Linked DNA regions of Mus musculus: all the other regions are linked to region 2. A link is a contact called in public promoter capture Hi-C data. All regions are on one chromosome and are shown on one strand. The core of a region is the stretch at or near the end of the contact, and the rest is flanking DNA. Distances in the headings are between cores, read along the strand shown. Region 1 holds the start of Kdm2b (lysine (K)-specific demethylase 2B). Region 2 holds the start of Hcar2 (hydroxycarboxylic acid receptor 2). Region 3 holds the start of Wdr66 (WD repeat domain 66).

Region 1 (2,831 bases), core at 137-2,636, 880 kb after region 2:
TGAATCTGGGTTTCTCCAGGGTGCAAAATGACCTGCTTTAGCTTGTACGCCAAGCTAGCGTCACCTGGGAGGTCTCTCAGAACATCCTTGTGATGCTGTCATTAGGCCCTTGCAAGAAAGGAAGAGGCCCGGAGGGAAACAAAGTTTAGGGCCAGCATTTCTCTCAACTTAAAGGAATTCCAGGACCACTGAGGGTCAGTCAATTCTGGAAGCAGTCACAAGCACTACTTAAAAGACGGAGGAACATTGGGGATCTGCTACTCCAGGAATATTCACAAAGGCTGCCCCCCTTCTCCGCTGAGAAACAATATGGATCAATCAAGGTTGCTGTACCCCAGAAAGCCACAAACAACCACCACTTTTCTCTTAAACTGCCACACGAGAGAGGCTTACCTTTTGCCTGCCTGCATTAGAGACGCTGAATCCGATTCTCTATTCCCTCCTGTGTATCGATTTATCTCTTCTCAGCGAGTGTAGAGACTTTTTTTCCTTTCTCTTTAAAAGCCCAACTTCTATTTCAGGGCTGTACTACCGAGGCTATCCGAATGAATGAACCAAAGGCTTTCTTCCGGTCAGCTGCAGTCTGAAAAGGCTGTGGACTGGCTGTATTTCCTGTACCTGTGCGTGTGTCTCCATATTATTATTTCAGCCCCGGGAGTTTAAAAGTTATGCAGTCTGTACAGATACAGTGCTGAGGTAATTTCTTTCTGAGCCCCTCAGATGCCTCCTCCATATGGCAGGTTCGCAAATGGATAAGGGTCTGGACAGGCTGGCCCCTCCCCCCAGGCATGCAGTAGAAAAGCAAAACAGAAAAAGAAATCACACATACAAAATACTTTGAATTTAGGTCGCCAGCATAGGTAATGAGGAAAGGTGGGTGAAGGAAGAGAGGGACAGCCCTGCGTAACCCAAGCAAGAGGGGGCAGGGGCAGAGGTGGGGGGTCGTTTTGGGGGGTGCCAGGCCCCGGGGGCTTTCACGCCAGCAGGCTTGGCTAGCATTTCCGCGCCTCCCGCTGAGGCCATCCGTGCAAATCTGCACCTCCCTCCCCACCCCCTCCTCTCTTTCCCTCCCTCCCTGCCCCGCCATCTCTGGGATGCGCCCGCCGCCTGCAACTCAGCCCTCCAAAAGTCAGCTCCCGGGCGGCGGCGGCGCCTGCGTGCAGAGGCGCACTCGTGACCCAACAACAAAACAGCGATGCCAAGGCGCTAACAGCGCCCGGTGCGTCCCAGGCTCCCTTCTGGCCCCACACCTCCTACGGCTGCGGTCCCCGACACCCCCAACCCGAGCCCCCCCTTTCCCCAACTAGCCTAGCCGCAAGCTCCGAGCGCGATCGGCAACAATGTTTACGTTCCGGGGATTATGACGTCGACGCCTCCCCCCCCACAACTGCTGAAAATGGTTTCCTAGGACTTTGCAAACGGATCTGCTTAAGTGTTGGTGCAAAACTTTGTAGATATCGGCTCTGGCTTGCTCTATTTATTTATTTTTTTGCTTTCTTTTCTTTGGTCTTCCCTCCTTTCCCCCTCCGCCAAAATGCAGGGGGCAGGAGTGTTGACAATTAATTGGTGAACTCTCCTAAAAAAATGGAGGCAGAGAAAGACTCTGGAAGAAGATTGGTGTGTAGCTTTTTTTTTCTCCCCCAAATCTGTATCTGGTATATGATCGATTTATCTATCTATTTATTTTTTTGGTTGTTTCTTGCTGCCTTTTCTTTCCTTTTCTGTATTTTGCAAGAGGACCGGAAAAAAATAATAAATTGCATGCAAAAGGAAGCAAGCAGCTTACTCCTCCAGTCTCTTGTGAGGCTCAGGGTCTCAGACACTTAAGTGGGGAGGAGGCAACGCCGAAAGGCGTGGAAGGGACTGAGCGGGCTCGGGGTTCGCCTGGGATCTGGGGGGCTGCGGGGCTCGGTGCTGAGCGGCGGAGGGAGGAGGAAGAAGGATGCGGGGAGTGGTGGGGGAGTCTCCTTAGGAAGTGAGTGTGCGCGCGCGCTCGTGGGGAGATGAGGCAGCTGCTGGTGCGTTTTGGGGTCTCTGATAGAAGCTTTGTGGTGGGCTGGCTGCCTCTCTCCCCCCACATTCTTAACCTCCTCCCCTCCCCTCCTCTTCTTGCACTAGCGGTCGGTCGGCGGGGGCCGTTAGGGTCTCAACCCTTCCGTTTCAGCTTTCCAGCTTTTCTGTAGCTCGGGAGCAGCTCCAGCCTTAGTAATGCCGCCGGCCCTGGGTTCCGGCTTCCCGGGTTGGCCGCCGTGGCCGCCAGGGCTGCTGTTACCGCGGAGCCGGTTGCTGCAGCGGCTTCTCTCGGGGCCTACATCTGCCCCGCCAGCTCATACCCGGAGCCCCCTTCAGGGGTTACATAACCAGGCTCCCAGTCGAGTGGGCAAAGCTTAGCACATCACTTGGCGTGGGGGCAGAGGAAAGCCCCCAAATACCATTTCCATAGCTTCCAAAGATGCAAGAAGGGATTGCTTCGTTTAAGGGCAGTCGGGCCTTGGGGGTGTGAGCCCCTTTTTCTGCTTTCCAGCATCTTTGGCATTTGCGCAAAGTTGCTCAGATTGCAATGCTGGGGTGCAGTGGGCGCGCGACTCTTGCACCTGTTCTTGGTGGGCCCAGGGTGAGAGGAGACCCCCCCAAGTCCTCTCAGTAATGTCCGGGGTTCTCTGGTTGGGTCCCCGCAGCGTGCGATTGACCGCCAGAGATACGACGAGAACGAAGACTTGTCGGACGTGGAGGAAATTGTCAGCGTCCGTGGCTTCAGCCTGGAGGAGAAGCTACGTAGCCAGTTATACCAGGGGGACTTCGTGCATGCTATGGAAGGCAAAGGTGAGGCA
Region 2 (3,126 bases), core at 255-2,754:
TCTTTGGGCCGGAGCAAGCGGGGCTGGAACGAGCTGAGGTCCTGAGTTCAATTCCCAACAACCATATGATAGCTCACAGCTATCTGTACAGCTACAGTATACTCATATACATAAAAATAAATAAATCAATCTTGAAAAAAATGGGCAAACATGGAGTTTCAAGACATGGAATTTGGAACACTGGAAACTGCAATGTGGGCACCACCAATCTCAAAGTTGTCATCTTCATTGTCACAGTCTCCATGAAGTATCCTGATCCTATAGGATCCAAGATCAGGTCACCCTGAGTCTAGACTACAAGGTCCGTCAAATGCCATTGAGGATTTGGGTAGGCAGCTAAAGGGACACATTTCCTCTTTTTTTTTTTTTTTTTTTTTTTTTTTGAGACAGTTTCTCTGTCTAGCCCTGGCTGTCTTGGAACTCGATCTGTAGAGCAGGTAAATTCAGAGATCTACCTGCTTTCGCCTGCCGAGTACTGGGATTAAAGGTATGCACCACTACCACCTGGCAAATTTCCAATTTCTAATTTCAAACTCAAAGTAGATAGTCAATGGTAGATACTCTGTAAGATGACACTTAATCACACTTTAAAAAAAAGAGAGAGAAAGGAAATGTTATCTTTCTGCACCCTCTTGAGGCTTGAAATCAGAGCCATTTCTACGAATACCACACATCCAGGCGCTGTGTCTGCAATCCCAGCACTCGGGAAGAAGAAGCAGGAAGATGGAGAAGCCAGCTTGGGAGACGTAACAAGAGGAGACATCTATCTGAGAGGAAGGAAAAAAGGAAAAAGAGCACGGCGCTAGAGAACTGAGTTGGGGGTTAGGAGCACCCGCTGCTCCTGCAGAGGACCTGCATTAAGCTCCCTATCCCCACATTGGGGTGGATGACAACTGTCTTATAACTCTAGCTCCAGGGCATCCAATAGCCTCTGGGGCTGTTGTTGTATGTACATAGCCACATAGACAGGCATGCAAAAATAAAAATAAATCCTAGAAAGAAAACAAGGAGGTGGGGGAGACAGAGACAGACAGACAGACAGACAGAGGAAACCGTATCCACATTACCAATGCATAGTAGAATTTCACACGAACTCTTACTGCTCCTGGAAAGCCTGACTGTTCTTTTAGCACAGTGCATGGTTACTGCCCTTGTTAATTTATTAATTATTGTCAGCTAAGCAAATTGCAGTGAATGGATTCTCCGAGGCCAATCACCTAGCCAGCATGCATGCCTGCAGCCTTCAGAAGGAATGCCCTCAGATCTGACTCGTCCACCTCTGACAGTCGGCTTGCCTAAACTTATCCTTTACGTTTAGAAAAATTTGTGGGTTCCCGTCTGCCCAGGGGACTTTTTTTTTATTACTTGTTTATGCAAACAGTAAGTTGCATAAGAGCCTTGCTAGCCTTTTTTTTTTTTAAATGATTTCGTAGTTTCCTGGTAACCATTCAGTCATCTCTTTCAACACCCTGACATGACATAAAGCCGAGGGCTGAACCACACGTTCACCACACAGACACACACTCGCCTTGAGCCTTCGCTAGGTGAGGCACTCTGAAGCTGGACTGGCCAGATCCACTCATGAGCAAGTCAGACCATTTTCTAGTGATAAACGGCAAGAACTGCTGTGTGTTCCGAGATGAAAACATCGCCAAGGTCTTGCCACCGGTGTTGGGGCTGGAATTTGTGTTCGGACTCCTGGGCAATGGCCTTGCCTTGTGGATTTTCTGTTTCCACCTCAAGTCCTGGAAATCCAGCCGGATTTTCTTGTTCAACTTGGCCGTGGCTGACTTTCTCCTGATCATCTGCCTGCCGTTCCTGACGGACAACTATGTCCATAACTGGGACTGGAGGTTCGGAGGCATCCCCTGCCGTGTGATGCTCTTCATGTTGGCTATGAACCGACAGGGCAGCATCATCTTCCTCACCGTGGTGGCTGTGGACCGCTACTTCCGGGTGGTCCATCCACACCACTTCTTGAACAAGATCTCCAACCGGACGGCGGCCATCATTTCTTGCTTCTTGTGGGGTCTCACCATCGGCCTGACTGTCCACCTCCTCTATACAAACATGATGACCAAAAATGGCGAGGCATATCTGTGTAGCAGCTTCAGCATCTGTTACAACTTCAGGTGGCACGATGCTATGTTCCTCTTGGAATTCTTCTTGCCCCTGGCCATCATCTTGTTCTGCTCAGGCAGGATCATCTGGAGCCTGAGGCAGAGACAGATGGACAGACATGCCAAGATCAAGAGGGCCATCAACTTCATCATGGTGGTGGCTATTGTATTCATCATTTGCTTCCTACCCAGTGTGGCTGTGCGCATCCGCATCTTCTGGCTTCTCTACAAATATAACGTACGCAACTGTGACATCTACTCCTCGGTGGACCTGGCTTTCTTTACCACCCTTAGCTTTACCTACATGAACAGCATGCTGGACCCTGTGGTCTACTATTTCTCCAGCCCATCTTTCCCCAACTTCTTCTCCACGTGTATCAACCGCTGCCTTCGAAAGAAAACATTGGGTGAACCCGATAATAACCGAAGCACTAGTGTGGAGCTCACGGGGGACCCCAGCACAACCAGAAGTATTCCAGGGGCGCTAATGGCTGACCCCAGTGAGCCAGGCAGCCCCCCTTATCTGGCTTCCACATCTCGTTAAGTTACTATGACAAGAAGGGAGATTGCCGCTCAGGCCTGTGCTCTCTGGAGAGGCGATTTGGCCGTTCGTTGAACAGGGTAACATCTTCAGATTTGGCTTACGCTTTCTTGGAACTTCTAGATTCGGAGAATCGAATTTAGAGAAACGGCGTGGTGCAGTGAGCAGTTTTGGTTGCGAGGTGCAGCCATAGAAAATCTCAGAGGAACAGAAAGCAGAGTTTCCAGACAGTGGAAACTTCTCAGCCTTCCAAGCTTACAGGACTGAAGAAGACAGAGTCCTGCAGAGTTTGAGTCCCAGATGCACCCAGACACACCTCAGTTCTGCTCAAAGTCACGGATGGCTCTTCGTCCTAGGGTCCTACCTAGCCTGTCCGTGGGCCCCAGTGAGGACAAGGAGATCCACGAAACTGGAGGGGATCTCTACCCAGATGTCACTGATAAGCCAGTTGGTCACTTGTGTTCG
Region 3 (2,831 bases), core at 10-2,509, 610 kb after region 2:
AAGAGGACATTGAATTAATTCCCTGGATCTAAAGTTATAAGGCATTTCATCATGGGTGCTGGGAACCCAAAATTCAGCCCTCAGTAAGAACAGCTAGGGCTCTTAATGGCCTGGCTGTTTCTCCAACCTCGGGACTGTCTCACTTTGGTTTTGTACTCCCACAGCCTGGCACATGCCAAGCACCAAGCGACAGACAATTCAGTGTAAATGGGTGGACAAGCTTCGGGGAGGACTCACCAGGGAGGATGATTCTGAGTAAGTGGGTGGATGAGCTTGGGGAGGACTCACCAGGGAGGAGCTTGACCTGGGTGGCTCATGGCTGATGACAATATTGTCCACCAGGGCTGTTTTGTTTTGCTTCTCTTTCTTTTCCTCCTTGGCTCGTCCAGCTTTTGTCTCAGTTGTCTCAGTATCTTCCTCCTCCTCCTCCTCCTCCCGCTCCACACTCTTCTCTTTCTCTTCCTCTTCTCTTCCCTCCTCCCTTTCCCCCTCATGTTCCGCCTCTTCCTTCTCCTGGCCCTCTTCCTCACCTCCCCTTTCCTTACTTCTCTCGCTCTCCTCACTTTTTTCCTCTTCACCGCTCTTCTCTTCCTCCCATCCCTCTTCCTCTTCCCTTCCTCTCACTTCACTTTCTTCCTCCCCTCTCACTTCCTCTCCCTCTCTCTGCTCCTCCTTCTCCACCCACTCCTCCAGCCCCTCTCCATCCTCCTGAGACTCCTCCCATGACAGTGAGCCCTCAGTTAGGCTCTGCTGCAGAGCATCTTCTTCAAAACTTGGATTATATTCCTCCTTCTCCTCCTCCTCCTCCTCCTCCTCCTCCTTCTCCTCCTCCTTCTCCTCCTCCTCCTTCTCCTCCTCCTCCTCCTCCTTCCCCTCCTCCTCCTCCTCCTTCCCCTTCCCCTCCTCTTCCTCCTCCTCCTCCTTCTCCTTCTCCTCCTCCTTCTCCTCCTCCTCCTTCTCCTCCTCCTTCTCCTCCTCCTTCCCCTTCCCCTCCTCTTCCTCCTCCTCCTCTTCCTCCTTCTTCCCCTTCTCCTCCTCTTCCTCCTTCTTCTCCTCCTCCTTCCCCTCCTCCTTCTCCTCCTCCTTCTCCTCCTCCTTCCCCTTCTCCTCCTCTTCCTCCTCCTCCTTCTCCTTCTCCCCCTCCTCTTCCTCCTCTTCCTCCTCCTTCTTCTCCTCCTTCTCCTCCTCCATCTCTCCACTTTCTCTTGATTCTTCTAGGGGGTTTTCTTCTGTATCTGACATTTCTTCTGTAGTTTCCGCTACAGAAATTTTAACGTAGATTCAGCAGGTCCCTCTATTTCCTGTGCCGGCTTCCTGAGGTGCTAACACGTCGAAATGGGCAGAAGCAGCTCTGGTCCCTTCCTGTGGGAAGAAAAGAATGGCAGCTTCTTGGGAAAGCCCAGCTCAAGTCTCAGAAATCTTTAAAATATTGACTTCCAGGGCCTCCCATCTTTCTAGGACTGATCTTAGAGTCTTCTCACTTTAAATAATTCATATTCCCACAGGCAACAAAATGCATAAGGCAAGCATTTGCAAAACCCTGCTGGGAGGAAGAAGAGAGGGAGATGGGCTGATGACTGAAGTGTAAGCTTGCCAGCTAAAGGTTCCCTCCTCTCCAACTTCCGCTAGCCTCGTTCTGTGACTAGACGCAAGCCATTTTACCCTTTCTTCAAATTTGCTCACAGGCAAAAAAATAAAAATGATAATCCTACATTCTCACATGATTTGCAGACTGGGGCAATACATGTCAAATGCTCAACACAGGTTCACCCAAAGTGTTTGCCAAAAAAAAAAAAAAAAAAAAAGCAGGGTGGGGGATATCAGGTACTATGGGGATAAAAGCAATAGTTTTCTGCAAAGAACCTGAGAGTTTTAAAGACCTCTGGGGCAGGTGAGACCCTAAGTCTAAGGTAGACAGAGCCCCCTCCTCTGGGAAACACATGGCCAGAAGAGAAAACTAACTCCCAAATCAACACATTCAACATGGTATGTGCAAAGAAAGAAAGAAAGAAAGAAAGAAAGAAAGAAAGAAAGAAAGAAAGAAAGAAAGAAAGAAAGAAAGAAAGAAAGAAAGTTAATTCTGGGCTGGAGAGATGGCTCAGTGATTAAGAGCACTCTGGCTGCCCTTTCAGAAGACCCAGGTTTGACTCCCAGCCATGACACGATCGCTCAGAACCATAAGTAACTTGAGTTTCAGGGGATCTGACACCCTCTTCTGTATTCTGCGGGAACTTCATAGGTGGTACACATACATACATGCAGACAAAACAGTCTCACACATAAAATCATTTTTTAAAAAAATTTAATTCCTCTGATACATTCTCTCATTTTGCACCTACATGAAGCAAGAGTTTGGGAGCAGGGGGCTAGGCCCATGTCTGTAATACTGCGATTCAGGAGGTAGAGACAGGAGGATCACTCGAGTTCTTAGGCCAGCACAATCTTTCTAAAAAAAGAAAGAAAGAAAGAAGGAAGGAAGGAAGGAAGGAAAGGAAAAGGAAAAGGAAAAGGAAAAGGAAAAGGAAAAGGAAAAGGAAAAGGAAAAGGAAAAGGAAAAGGAAAAGGAAAAGGAAAAGGAAATGAAAAAGTTTGTGGCCCTGGGAGGCACGACTTACGACAGAGCTAGAATTTAGTTCTTTTGTTTGAAAAAAATGCCACTTTGACATTTTCCACACCCAGGCGGGGGCAATGCCACAGGTGCGCAAGTCTATCCTACCACGAGGTCCAGGAGCCACCAGTTTCTTTTCCTGGGGACCTCCCAGGTCCCACACCCTTGCCGCTGCCTGGCCCGGACCCCAACCCGAGCCGCACCCTCCACTTCGCACTTACAG

The links. Promoter capture Hi-C pulls out the DNA fragments that hold promoters and counts their contacts. Capture Hi-C pulls out chosen DNA fragments and counts their contacts.
Region 1: a contact with region 2 is called in a promoter capture Hi-C map of liver, with 4 times the contacts expected there. The contact joins the promoter of Kdm2b here to the promoter of Hcar2 in region 2. A contact is called at or near these places in 3 of 39 promoter capture datasets (hippocampal neurons and liver).
Region 3: a promoter capture Hi-C map of pancreatic islet shows a contact between it and region 2. The contact joins the promoter of Wdr66 here to the promoter of Hcar2 in region 2. A contact is called at or near these places in 2 of 9 other capture datasets (liver and pancreatic islet).

What each region holds. Positions count from the first base shown.
Region 1 is chr5:122,987,654-122,990,484 of GRCm38.p6, reverse strand. It overlaps Kdm2b (lysine (K)-specific demethylase 2B), which reads left to right and starts at 1,386. Exons shown (of 23, transcript NM_001003953.2): 1 at 1,386-1,617; 2 at 2,679-2,823. The coding sequence starts at 1,585. It overlaps A930024E05Rik (RIKEN cDNA A930024E05 gene), which reads right to left and starts at 1,131. Exons shown (of 3, transcript NR_045820.1): 1 at 394-1,131.
Region 2 is chr5:123,863,894-123,867,019 of GRCm38.p6, reverse strand. It overlaps Hcar2 (hydroxycarboxylic acid receptor 2), which reads left to right and starts at 1,504. Exons shown (of 1, transcript NM_030701.3): 1 at 1,504-3,126. The coding sequence starts at 1,582. The coding sequence ends at 2,664.
Region 3 is chr5:123,252,216-123,255,046 of GRCm38.p6, reverse strand. Wdr66 (WD repeat domain 66) reads right to left here and starts at 1,259. Exons shown (of 21, transcript NM_001370840.1): 1 at 289-1,259. The coding sequence starts at 1,242.